Linked DNA regions of Mus musculus: regions 1 and 3 are each linked to region 2. Evidence: chromatin contacts called from public ChIA-PET and HiChIP or PLAC-seq data. All regions are on one chromosome and are shown on one strand. The core of a region is the stretch at or near the end of the contact, and the rest is flanking DNA. Distances in the headings are between cores, read along the strand shown. Region 1 overlaps Sec1 (secretory blood group 1). Region 2 holds the start of Hrc (histidine rich calcium binding protein). Region 3 overlaps Nosip (nitric oxide synthase interacting protein).

What was found. ChIA-PET counts read pairs in DNA pulled down with a chosen protein or histone mark. HiChIP or PLAC-seq counts read pairs in DNA pulled down with a chosen protein or histone mark.
Region 1: a contact with region 2 is called in an H3K4me3 HiChIP or PLAC-seq map of bone marrow-derived macrophages, with 5 times the contacts expected there. The contact joins the enhancer-like site here to the promoter of Hrc in region 2. A contact is called at or near these places in 2 of 39 promoter capture datasets (hematopoietic stem and progenitor cells and liver) and 5 of 115 datasets of contacts at active chromatin or transcription factors (bone marrow-derived macrophages, embryonic stem cells, extraembryonic endoderm stem cells and 1 more).
Region 3: an RNA polymerase II ChIA-PET map of effector CD8 T cells shows a contact between it and region 2, with 17 read pairs. The contact joins the enhancer-like site here to the promoter of Hrc in region 2. A contact is called at or near these places in 2 of 39 promoter capture datasets (the HPC-7 cell line and cranial neural crest), 2 of 484 Hi-C or Micro-C datasets (both in cortical neurons) and 4 of 115 datasets of contacts at active chromatin or transcription factors (effector CD8 T cells, forebrain, stem cell-derived epiblast-like cells and 1 more).

What each region holds. Positions count from the first base shown.
Region 1 is chr7:45,677,548-45,681,806 of GRCm38.p6, forward strand. It overlaps Sec1 (secretory blood group 1), which reads right to left. Exons shown (of 4, transcript NM_001271578.1): 4 at 139-1,977. The coding sequence ends at 905. Among named protein-coding and RNA genes, the nearest start is that of Ntn5, 4.3 kb to the right of the region's middle. Within about 2 kb of position 2,559, at least 134 of the 459 cell types and tissues checked have an H3K27ac peak or open chromatin away from gene starts, as enhancers often do. A contact at or near this core is called in bone marrow-derived macrophages, extraembryonic endoderm stem cells and pancreatic cancer cells, where this site is marked.
Region 2 is chr7:45,332,245-45,336,724 of GRCm38.p6, forward strand. It overlaps Hrc (histidine rich calcium binding protein), which reads left to right and starts at 3,025. Exons shown (of 6, transcript NM_010473.2): 1 at 3,025-4,480. The coding sequence starts at 3,183. Trpm4 (transient receptor potential cation channel, subfamily M, member 4) reads right to left here and starts at 1,536. Exons shown (of 25, transcript NM_175130.4): 1 at 1,443-1,536; 2 at 1,138-1,208. The coding sequence starts at 1,466.
Region 3 is chr7:45,067,919-45,071,907 of GRCm38.p6, forward strand. The region is part of intron 1 of Nosip (nitric oxide synthase interacting protein); the gene reads left to right. Among named protein-coding and RNA genes, the nearest start is that of Nosip, 7.5 kb to the left of the region's middle. Within about 2 kb of position 1,988, at least 45 of the 459 cell types and tissues checked have an H3K27ac peak or open chromatin away from gene starts, as enhancers often do. A contact at or near this core is called in effector CD8 T cells and stem cell-derived epiblast-like cells, where this site is marked.

The DNA of each region.
Region 1 (4,259 bases), core at 1,309-3,808, 340 kb after region 2:
CCTATTTCCACATCATCGAAGGAGTCTGAGAGGGGACGCTATGGACAAGGCTGTGTCTGCCTGCTTACTTGGCTTCCCCTTCTACTCCCCTGCTCAGGAACTGGGGCGTCTTCAACCCACTCAATTGCTGGGTAAATATTTGCTGGATGAATGTGGAATTTATTACCATTGTCAGATTACTAGCCCTTCCTAGGGCTTTACAAAGTAAAAGCCATTTGTATCTTTGTTCAAGCAAGGCCAAGCAAACACGAAGCTGGGCAGGGCAGGGGGCCCTTCATCTCACACCTCCCACTGCCATCTGCTTGCCTCCTGCTAAAGAGCCTCTGTGTCCCACCATGCCTGATGAGACCAGAGCAGGGGACAATAACCAGGTCCCCAGCCAGGGCTGAGGTAGCTCAGAGGTTTTGTGCTCTAGGCGAGTGAGTGTGAGTGTGCTAGAAACGGCCTTCTACGCCCTTTGGGTGGCATGAGGCAGCAGGTTGAGCAAGGCACAGAGAGCAAGCCAGTGAGCAGAACCCCTCCACAGCCCCTGTATCAGCTCCTGCCTCCAGGTTCCTGCTGTGATTTTCCTCAGTGAAGGGCTGTGATGTGGAAGTGTAAGCTGTAAGCTGAAGTAGGCTCTTTGCTCCCCAACGTGTTTACTGTCATGGTGTTTTATCAGAGCTGTAGAAACCCTAGCTACACACTGGCCTCCATGAGACAGCACTCCAGATGCAGCGAATGGTAGGCCTACAGTGGCTAGCAGTGGGCAATGAGAAGCTCAAAGCACCCGAGTGTGCTGCTGCTCAGCTAAGCCCAGACTGTGCTCAGAGCACCAGGAAGGCAGTAAGGTGACATCACTGACCTGTGGTCACTCAGCTGCAAAGCATGGAAGACAGGACTGGAAATCCACTGAGCATGTGCACTACAGCAAGGCCCCCCAGTGCCTCTTGGGGGCTCTGGCTGAGGCATGGCCAGAGCCTACTGTGTTTGGCTGTCCCAGGTCAGCTGCGATGCCCACCCACTCGGGCAGGTAAGCTGCTTCTGGCTTGAAAACCGTGTGGAAGGGGGAGTTGGGCTGGGTAAAGTTAGCCAGGTAAACAGTGTCCCCACCCGTGAGGTAGGCAGCCCAGATCCCAAAGGTCCCCAGCGTGATGACGGTGTGGTTGCACTGCATGAGCAATGCAATGTCCTTGGCAGGCGATCCCTGAAGGCCATTGCCAGCAAATGCCACGTCCCCTCGGGAGGCAGTGATGCTCTTCCGGCACCAGGCCATGTCATCACTGGTGACCACGAAGACTGGAGATGAATAGCGTGCCCGGAACCTGTCCAGGGCCTTTTCTAGGTAACCCCGGTCAGCCACCACACCCTTCCACACCTTGGGCATGACACGCACATAGTCCCCTCGGCGCACATGGACACCCACAAAGGTACTTGGCTGGCTCCCATTCACCTGCAGGCCACGCAGGAAGGCCTGGGCCTCCTCACGCACATGGTCGTGCAGGGTGAACTCCTTCAGGATCTCTGGGCGCAGGTGGTGGTAGAAGGTCCAGGAGCACGGGTATCCCGTGAAACGCACATACTGCCCCGGGATGTGGCGGTAACGCTCCTCCATCCAGTCGTTGAGGTGGTAATTCTGCCACGGGATCCTTTTGGCTGTGTCGCTATGCAACACCGGGAGGCTGATCCTGAAGATGGGCGCTAGTGTGCTGTGCATGGACGCAGGGATGAAGGCAAGCCGTCCATTCATCCGGGCCAGTGCAAACAGCGTGGCATATTCGCCCATCTGGTTCCCCAGGCGGCCTTTGACTCTGATGGTGAACATGCCCTCCCGGGGCATGTGTCTTGGGGGGAAGACCACAAGGGATGGCGAGGCCCAGGGGCCAGGCACCAGACTCAGGCGCCGGTGGCAGTGGAAGATGGTAGACACCACGAAAATCACGAAGAAGAGGTAGAAGGTGGAGAGGGGTGGGCAGATGGCCCTGAGTCGCTGGAGCACTGTGAGTGAGAGAAGACAGGAGTCAGAAGGCATGGCAGGGTTGCAAGTCTCCTACCCAGCCCATGTAACAGTCCACTGAGCACATGGTGGAGGTCTGAGAACACAGCCACTCAGGAAGTGTTTCTGTCTGGCTCTGAGGCCAGCCCCCACCCTTTACTGGCAACGTGATGGGTCTTACTGTACCTCTGAATCTTTCTGTCACCTGTTCAATGAGCATGACTAGTTACAATCACCAAAAATTACCAGTTAGCCACCTCTGACCTGATTGCAGCCATTTCCATGATCCTAACAGTTACTTCAGGGAGGACGTGAAAACCTCCCGAGTACTACAGCAGCCCCTCCCTAGTCACAGTTTGACCTTCTAGAGTTCCGGTTACTTTGGGGCAAGTTGGGCTTGAAAATATTAAGTGGAAATTTCCAGAAGTAAATAATGTATAAGTTCTAAGTTTTGTACCGAGGGTGATGAACTCTTTAACGCTAGCCCTGCCCCCCTGCCCCCCACCCACCGCAGCTCTGGTGAGTCACCCTTGGTCCAGTGTGTCAGACTGTGTGCTCTGCATGCTTTGGTCACTGGGCTGTTATCCGGCCCATTGTGTTCAGGCTAGCAAGATGACTCAGCCAGCAGAGGCACTTCCAGGCAGGCCTGATGTCCTGAGCTCAATGCCTGGATGTCACAAAGTGGCAGGGGACAATCAGTTCCTGAAAGCTGACTTTCCCTCTGAGGAGGTTTGCAGCGCTATGCTCCAGTAACCCTTACCTTACTTTGTAATGGCTTCAAAGGGCAAGACTAATAATCATAGAGATTTCCCACATCGGGGAGGCTTTGTAAGAGGCTCCTTTAAATAGAGAAACTAACAGGGGCCGGGCAGTGGTGGCCTGCGCCTTTAATACCAGCACTCGGGAGGCAGAAATAGGTGGATCTCTGTGAGTTTGAGGCCAGTCAGAGAGAGTTCTAGGATGGCCAGAGAAACCCTGTCTCGAGAAAACACAAACAAAACCAGAGAAACTAGCAGGACACGCTGGGTGCAGGGCGCTCACACCCATCCTCAGACCTCTTGTCTCAGCAGCGGCACAGTTACTTTGCTCGAGCTGTTTCTTTTTTCTTTTATTTCTTTCTTTCTTTTTTTTGGTTTTTCGAGACAGGGTTTCTCTGTGTAGCCCTGGCTGTCCTGGAACTCACTCTGTAGACCAGGCTGGCCTTGAACTCAGAAATCTGCCTGCCTCTGCCTCCCGAGTGCTGGGATTAAAGGCGTGCGCCACTGTGGGCCTGCAGTATACCCACACCAGTGGCTGCACTTCTAATATCCTCCCATCATGCCCAGCCCACAAGGAACGATTGCTTCTGCTACACCCCAGGTGCTAGTGAACATGGGAGAACAAAAGAGAACTCTCCACTTGTGCATTACAGAGGCTGGAACAGGCTGTGCTTACACAGACCAGACTTGCCATGTGATTTTGCTTCCTATGGGCTCAGGTTCATTGTTCAGCTCAGTCTGTGTGCCTCAGTTTCTTCTTTTGTAAGATGAGACTGGCCATAGTACCCATGAGCATTGCATTCTCTCATTGTCTGTGTTATAACAGATTCAGTCTGCCCAGAGCTCCTGACTCTGCAGCTCTGGGTAGACCTGTGCCTGCCAAGAGCAGTCAAATATAGCAAGTGAGACAAGCACCTGCTTCTGGGCCAGGACTCGGGGGGTGGGCAGTGCCAACTTCCTGTTTCTGAAACACTCTATAATAAGAGGTAGGCCTTATCAGTTTGGCCTTTACGTGTAGGTCTGTGTTCAACCTGTTTCCTGGTAATCACTTCACTGGAATAGAATTTGCATATCTAAGAATCCACCCGTGTCAGTGTTCTCCTAGTTCCACTAGTGTGGCCTCTGGTGTGCTCAGAGCTGACTAATACCTGCTTCATCCCAAAGACTGTTTGTCCACAGCCCTGGCTGTGTCCCCTCTGCTACCTTACTTAGCTAAGCTGGTCTTGTCTCCGTGACTTGCTGAGCCACGTAGTTAGTATGTGGAAGGGTACATCATCCGGCCTGGCGACTCCTGCTTGTCCTTGGCCTGTCACTATGTGAGTTTGTATGGGTTACCTTCATTTCCTGCCTGTGATGGACAATGCTGTCATAGCTCACGATGTGGATGCTTTTTGGTTCCCTTGAGCACCTCTCTGGGGTGGCACTGCTGGGTCAAATGTGGCTGGTTTCAGGAAGCAGCAGCAGGTGTTAGAGTCCCATTTCTCCATCTGCTTTCCTTTGCTACTGACTGGCTGTGGTGGGCACCA
Region 2 (4,480 bases), core at 1,775-4,274:
CACTCGGGATGGCCTCTGAGAGCCCATGAGGTCTACCACCAACCTTCCCACTCACAACACTCTTGACAGCCTGAACTCTGCTCTACTTTCAAGCCACGCTGGGCTGTCCTTAGGGAGGACTTCGACCGAGCACTTCCAAGGCCCAGAGCCACCTTCAAAGCACCACACTGCACCATCTTTCCAATGACACCTGTAGCCCACCAGCTCCCATCTTGTCCCACTGACTTTAGTCACGCTGTCTGTGACCCTCTGCCAGACCCACCAGTAAACCAGTATCTCTGTTTATTTATACAACATTTTCCTGTCCCACACTGGTGGGACAACAGGCTCCTGATAAAGTCACACTAAGGAAATCAGGTGTCACTGCCCCAAGGCCAAAAGTCTACCCTGAGAACTGAGTTAAAGCTGGACCCCGCTAGGGAGACTAAGCATGCAGCCAAGAAGCCTATAGGGCTTGCTCCTGTCCCCTGCCACCTACAGCACAGCACAGCTTGCAGTGGCAATTGCCCTCTTCTTCTCATGGGAGTTGCAGATATTCCCGGATGTTTATTAGATGTTATTAGGTGATGGGCAGAGTTCCAGAAATGTCCCAGAGTGACCTTGTTTAGTTTGCACAGCGGCCCCAGAAGGGAGGAGCTGTTCTGTGCCCAGGTGACAAGCGCAGCCCTAGAAGGGAATTACTATCCCAAAGCTGCAGAGCTATGTAAGGCTGGCAGGGCTGTGTGGCTATGCTCGCTGAGCCGGGATGACACAGAAAGCCGAAGCAGAGACAAATGACACAAAGAGACAGAGACACAAAGACACAGAATGGATCCCCACCTAGAGGGGAATGAAGAATTCGGGGCGTGCCCTAAGCAGGGTGGCCCAAAACAAGGGCAGGGGGAGGGGTCTGTCTCAAGTGAAGGCGGGAAGGTCCTTAGTGGGCGGGGTCTGAGTGTGTTGAGCTGAGACTTCTGTGGTGGGTGGGGTGTGTCTGTGCACCAAGACCTCCTGCGGTAGGCAGTGAAGGTCAGTCTGTGGTGGGCACCCTTGTCTGCGTTGAGTGGGGCGAGTCCAGTCTATGGGGGCGGAGCCTGTCTGCAGTGGGGCAGGGCCCGCGAACCTACGCTGCCAGGTCAGCAGCCCCGAACTGCTCACCCCGCATCATCGGAGAGGTCCACTATGAACGTCGTGCACACCTTCTTCCTGAAGATCTTAGGGATCCAGCTCTGAGAACCGGAACAAGAAGGGCAGGGCAGGGAGTCGAGTCAGACCCACAGGATTCGAAGACAACCCCGCGCGCCCACGGGACACACTGGGAACTCCTCCCTCGGGCTCAGCCAGGAACCCACGCAGCTCGGTCTGGGAACTCCTGGTCCAGCCACTGCAGCATCTGACCCGGATCCCCGGAGCTGGCTCCGCCTCTGGACCCCACTCACTCCCAGCCCCACGCTGTGCGATACCTGCTCCTTCTCCGGCCCCACCATGCTGCTGCCGCAGCCCCTGAGGCTCCGTGTATTTCCTCCAGCCGCCGACCCGCCCGACCAAACCGGATCCGCAACTTCGCAGCCCAGCCCGGGGCGGGGAGTCCCGGGACACGTCACGGGAGGCGGGGAGAGGGCGGCTGCGGAGGAGGGACAAACTCTGCTGCCAAACCAGTGATGGGGTCGGTTTGGGGGACAAGAAAGACCGAGAGTTGGAAGGCAGAGCAAGCGGAGGAACGAAGGAAGCAGAGTGGGGCACACGATAGATGTCAGCCATGGGACAAACATAGATTCGGAGAGACAGAGACTGAGAGAAAGACCCAGAGAGAGAGAGACAGAAACTAAGAGAGGGACCCAGAGAAAGAAAAGGGGGCAGAGACCCAGAGAGAGAGAGAGAGAGAGAGAGAGAGAGAGAGAGAGAGAGAGAGAGAGAGAGAATATGAAGACAGCAATACAGAAAAAGAATGAGATATCCAGAGATAGTTAGAGACAGATAGAAATACAAAGTGATAGAGCAACAGAGTCCCAGATTCAGAGAGGAGAGACAGAGAGAACAGAGACACAGAGAGAACTAGAGAGAGAGACACACACACAGAGACAGAGATACAGGGAGAAAGAGAGAGACAGAGAGAGAGAAAACACACACACACAGAGGAGAGACAGAGACAAACACAGACACACACACAGAGACAGACAGACACACAGAGAGACAGGCACACACACACAGAGACAGACAGACACACACAGAGAAACAGACAGACAGACACACACACACAGAAAGAGAGAGAGAGAAGAATCAAAGAGAAGGATCAGGGAAGACACAGTAGGAGAGGAGAGGTTAGAATCCTGAGAAGAAACACGGAAGCTCAGAACAGTGACTATAATGGGGGGGGGGGGGTTGACTCATAAAGGACAAAAACTCAAAGACGGTGGATATACTGACAAGTGTGGGGTGGGTGACACTGACCAGCAGAGAAGGCAGTGACACCTGTTTGCAGCCAAGTCCCTTTGGTGGGGACAGCTGAGGCCTAGTAACCTGAGCCCCCAGCACCTCCCCCCTGTTGTATTTATAGCACTGGTCTGGTCCCCTGTCCCCAGATCTGAGTTCCAGTGAGAGGAGGTCATGGGGTGTTGGGCACAGTATTCCTTCACTGTCTTCCACAGCTTCTGCAGGACACCACTGTCACACCGAATGTCCCATTCTGCCTGCACGCTTCCCAGTGTTTACCTTGCAGGGGGCCCTCTGCTCCTGCATCCTCCTCTCCCAGAGCCCCAGGCTTTCCCAGCAAGACACTCTAAACGTTCAGCCTTTGTGCTAAAAATGCCAAACTTGAGCTTGTCACGTCCCTGCCTCCCCCCCCCCGCCCCCGCCATGAAGACCCCTCCACCACCCAGTCCTGAGCCAGAGGAACAGGAGGGGAGGGGCAGGCAGGGAGTGACCAGAATAACTTAGGCTCTGGATAAATTTAGCAGCAAGAAGGGGAGGGGACAGACCCCATTGGTCCAGCAGTGGGAAGGGAGGTCCTGGAACCAGGGTCACAGCTGCAAAGGGGACATCCTCAGAGGGTCATCCAAGACCTGAGGAAGATAGAGAGGCAGAGAGTGGGAGCTATACCACGACAAAAGGGACAATCTGAAAGTCAAAGCCAAAAAGGCACAAGGACCCATCAGAGGCAGCTGAAGCCAGCCTGGTCAGACGCTCAGCTGCTAAACGTCCCCATGGGCTTCCAGGGGCCATGGTTGCACACTTGTCTCCTTTGGGCCACAGTGGCCATCCTGCTGGTCCCTCCAGTGGTGACCCAGGAGTTGAGAGGGGCCGGTCTGGGCCTGGGCAACTGGAACAACAATGCAGGCATCCCTGGGTCCTCAGAGGACCTATCAACTGAGTTTGGTCACCACATCCACCGGGGATATCAAGGTGAGAAGGACAGAGGCCACAGAGAAGAGGGTGAAGACTTCTCCAGGGAATATGGCCACAGGGTCCAAGACCACAGGTACCCTGGCCGCGAGGTTGGAGAGGAGAATGTCTCTGAAGAGGTCTTCAGAGGGCATGTTAGACAGCTCCACGGGCACCGGGAACATGACAATGAAGATTTAGGAGACTCGGCAGAGAACCACCTCCCCAGACAGAGGAGCCACAGCCACGAAGATGAGGATGGCATTGTCTCCAGTGAGTATCACCGTCACGTCCCCAGGCATGCCCACCATGGCCACGGAGAGGAAGATGATGACGATGATGGAGGAGAGGAGGAGGAGAGGGTGGATGTGATGGAGGACTCTGATGATAATGAACACCAGGTCCATGGTCACCAGAGCCACTCAAAGGAGAGAGATGAACTCCATCATGCCCACAGCCACAGGCACCAAGGCCACAGTGATGATGACGATGACGATGGTGTCTCTACTGAGCATGGACACCAAGCTCACAGATATCAGGATCATGAGGAGGAAGACGATGGGGACTCAGATGAAGACAGTCACACCCACAGAGTTCAAGGCCGAGAAGATGAAAATGATGATGAAGACGGTGACTCTGGTGAATACAGACACCATACCCAGGACCACCAAGGCCACAACGAAGAGCAAGATGACGATGATGATGATGATGATGATGATGAAGATAAAGAAGACTCCACTGAGCACCGGCACCAGACCCAAGGCCACAGGAAGGAAGAAGATGAGGATGAGTCAGATGAAGATGATCATCATGTCTCCAGGCATGGACGCCAAGGCTATGAAGAAGAAGAAGATGATGATGATGATGATGGAGATGATGACTCTACTGAGCATGTGCATCAAGCCCACAGACACAGAGACCATGAGCACAAAGATGATGAGGATGACTCAGAAGAAGACTACCATCATGTCCCCAGCCATGGCCGCCAAAGCCACCAAAATGAGGAAGAGGAAGATGAGGCTGTATCCACTGAACACTGGCACCAGTCTCCTAGACATGCTCACCATGATCTTGGACGTGAGAGTGAAGAAGAGGTAGCAGTCAAGTACAGCCACCATGT
Region 3 (3,989 bases), core at 738-3,237, 270 kb before region 2:
TCACCCTCTTCTGGCCTATATGGGCATCTGCATTCACATGTTCATACACACACAGGCACACACTTAAAATTTAAAAGCGGGGAGGGACTGGAGAGATGGCTCAGAGGTTAAGAGCACTGACTGCACTTCCCAGGGACCCTGAGTTCAATTCCCACAACCACATGGTGGCCCACAACCACATGGTGGCTCACAACCATCTGTCTATAGTGAGATCTGGTGCCCTCTTCTGGCGTGCAGGCATACACGCAGGCAGCAAACAAAGCTGGGTGTGGTGGCACATTCCTCTAATCTCAGCTTTCAGGAAACTCTCTGCGCCCAGCAGGCATAGGTCAGTGGATCTCTGAGTTCGAGCCCAGCCTCGTCTATAGAACTACTTCCAGGACAGCCAGAGTTACACAGAGAAACTCTTGTCTTGAAAAACTACGCAAAATTAAGTAGAAAAAAGATATCTCAGTATCAGTAAATATCTCAGTATTGAGTCTGTGTAAATGTACTGAAAAACAAAGGCCAACAGAAGGGGGCAGGATCAGGACTGGGCGCTCACTCCTCTATGTGAGGCAAGGCTTTCTAGGCAGTCAGAGGTGGACATAAATTGACTACACTCCGTAGATGAAGCTGGCCTTGAATTTTTGACCCTCTGCCTCAGAACCCTCTCAGGTAGCTGGGGTGACAGACACAAGACACCAGATCTTGATTTTTTTTTTTAAAGATTTATTTTTTATGTGCATTTGTGTTTCCTGTGTGTATATCTGTATGAGGGTACCAGATCCCCTGAAACTGGAGTTACAGACAGTTGTGAGCTCTCACGTGGGTACTGGGAATTGAACCCTGGTCAGCAGGTCCTCTGGAAGAGCAGCCAGTGCTCTTAACTGCTGAGCCGAGCCATTATTTTTCCAGCCTCCAGATCTGAATTTTTATTTCTTGTTGTGCTCTGCTAGAATTCTGTGTACCACTGTGCTATAATGCTTGTTTTGAAGATGCAAGTTCCTTTCCATGCCCGTGAAACGGGAACTTCATCTTGACTTAAAAGAAGAGCTAAGGGAGTCAGAGCCTGGAGACAGTGTTTGCCTGAGATAGCCCCATTCCCCTCCCTGTAGGGAACCACACTCACCCACACATGGAAGTGGAACAGCTCTTCTCCACCTGTGGGTCACTTGTCTGTGGAGCCATGACACACATTGTTCCACAGCCCCTGTGGTTGCCTAAGTATGCAGAATTTCAAAATTAGGGCCAGGCCTGGTGGTCACCATTCCAATTCCAGTAGAGGTCAGCTTTCAAGAATCTCCTTCTCTTCTTCCACCATGTGGGTACCTGGTATGGATCTTAGGTCGTCAAGCTTTATGGCAAGCCCCTTTAGGCCCTGAGTCACTCCCTTCCGTTGTTTGTTTCTTTGTTGAGACTGTTTTACCATGTAGCCATGGCTGGCCAAAACCTCTCTATGTAAAGATTATGAGTGTTTTGCAGAGGTGGTGTGTGTGTGTGTGTGTGTGTGTGTGTGTGTGTGGTCTCTAGAGCTCATGTACTTAATGTCTCTGGAGGTCAGAGAGGGCATTGCATACCCTGGAATTAGAGTTATAGATGGTTGTGAGCCACCATGTCAGTGCTGGAAGTTGAGTCCAGGTCCTCTGTAGAAGCAACAAGTGTGGGGATGAAGAGGACTCCTCCGGTTCTCTTTCAGAGGACTGGGGTTCAATTCCCAACACCCACATGGCAGCTCTCAATGTCTGTAACTGCGATTCCAGGGGATCCAATACCCTCACCCCCATCCTCTGGCCTCCTTGGCACCAGGCACACATGTTGTGTATAGACATCCATGCAGGCACAGCTGTAGTCCTAGCTGGCCTGAAATGCACCGGGTGCTTTGATAAGAGGCTGTGGTCTTCTATTGGTTAGATTGTCTTCTCTTTCTGTCTAGAGCTGACATTTCTCAGCTGGAGGTGGCTAGCTCAGCTGGTCCTTGCTTGGTGACAGTCACAGGAAACCCTGTGGTGAAGGTGTGAAGAAAAACTGTCTGTAACTGCAGTTCCAGGGGACCTGGCCTCTGCAGGCACCAGACACACATGAGGGGCACAAACATACATGCAGGCAAAACTCCCACGCACATCAAAATAAATCTTTTTTTTTAAAGATTTATTTATTTTTATGCATGTGAATATACTGTTACTGTCTTCATGCACACCAGAAGAGGGCATCAGATCCCAATGCAGATGGTTATGAGCCACCATGTGGTTGCTGGGGATTGAACTCAGGACCTCTGGAAGAGCAGTCAGTGCTCTTAATCACTGAGCCATCTCTCCAGTTGGCTCCAAAGTTAAATACACCGGGCTTGGTGCTACCCACCTGTCTTGTCTAGGACTCCAGAGGTGGATGCAGGAGGATAAGACGTTCAAGGCTATCCTCCTTGAGAGGATAAGCTTAAGAGGCCAGCCTAGCCTTTTTGAGACCTGTTGCGGAAACCATTGGGTGTAGCACTATTGACTGATTGGTCCTTGCAGTCAGACCCCTGCAGCATACATGTAGAGAGCGGACAATTCTTCCATGGCACAGGAGATTGAACTCAGGTTATAGGGTTTGTAAGGCAAGCAAGCATCTTCACCCTGAGCCATCTCACGGGCCCACCTTTGGGTTTTCTGAGACAGGGTCTTTCTCAGTTCTTACTGATCTAGAACCCAATATAGAACCTCCTGCCTCAGGCTTCTGTGTCCTGGGATTGCAGGTGTGGGCCACCACATCTAGGGTCCCTAGTTCATCTCTTCCTGGCGCACACACAGGGAGCAACAGAGTGTAACTGGCCCAGGGCTTCCAACTTTTCATCTGTCAGCACACTCAGATAGAGGGAGGGAGAGAGGATTCCACCCCTTTGGGCCCTGCCTACCGCTTGCGCACTGCAGAAAGCCTCATTCTCAGACCTTATGGGTTTGGTTTCTGTGTGCTTGGTTTCCTTGCAGTGTCGTGGTTGACCAGGCCTTGTGTGCTAGGCAAGTGCTCTGTTAGTGCAAGAGCTCTGCCTCAGCTCTCGGCTCGAGTTTGTGATGTCTCACTAAGTTACTTAGGCCAGGACACTAAGTACCAGGCCTGCCTTTGTTTCTTTTCTTTTCTTTTTCTTTTTTTCTTTTTTTTTTTTTAATAAGAACATGATACTAGGTTTTATTTATTTATTAAGATTTATTTATTTATTATACGTAAGTACACTGTAGCTGGAAGAGCAGTGACTGCTGGAAGAGCAGTCAGTGCTCTTAATTGCTGAGCCATCTCTCCAACCCCCTGTTTCTTTTTAAATAAGCAGTTTATTACATTTGTGTGTGTGTGTGTGTGAGAGAGAGAGACAGACAGACAGACAGACAGACAGACAGACAGATCCATCCCCTGGGGCTGTGTCTATAGGAGTTTTAAGCTGCAACATCTCCAGCCCTCTGTATTTTTTTCTATTGCTGAGATATATGAGTGATTACCTAAATAGTTTTGAACACAAAGACATGAAATCAGGTTAAAATAGGAACCAATGAAAATATACGTTCATGGAGAAAAGGATATGTAAAATTTAATTTCTGGTGAAACCTTTTCTTTAGTTTGTATGTATGTGTTTCACATGGGTAGTGACAAATTTGGAGCTTTGCTTTCTTTGAAGAACACAGAAATATTATAAGAATATGATTGTTGTAATCCCAGCTGTGGGATGTGGGGCTGCTTCAGACCGCCCACAGCAGCTGACTATGATTTGCCTTGTGCCCTAGCAGAGGTGTAATTTTGCTGCAGCAGATAGTTTCTGTGATTGTGTGACATTTGGATTCTGAGGAGTTTTCAGAGGGTCTATAAATGCTAGGGCCCTGAGAAGTGGGGTTATTGGTTCTTGGTTGCTCTTGGTCTGGGTTTGTTAAGTAGTCATACACAAAGAAGGAAAGGAAAAAAAAAAAATGAGATATCCTGACTTTGACTGTCAAGCTTGCCCAGGGAGCTTGATGCCCATAATGAGCAGGAGGTAACTTAAT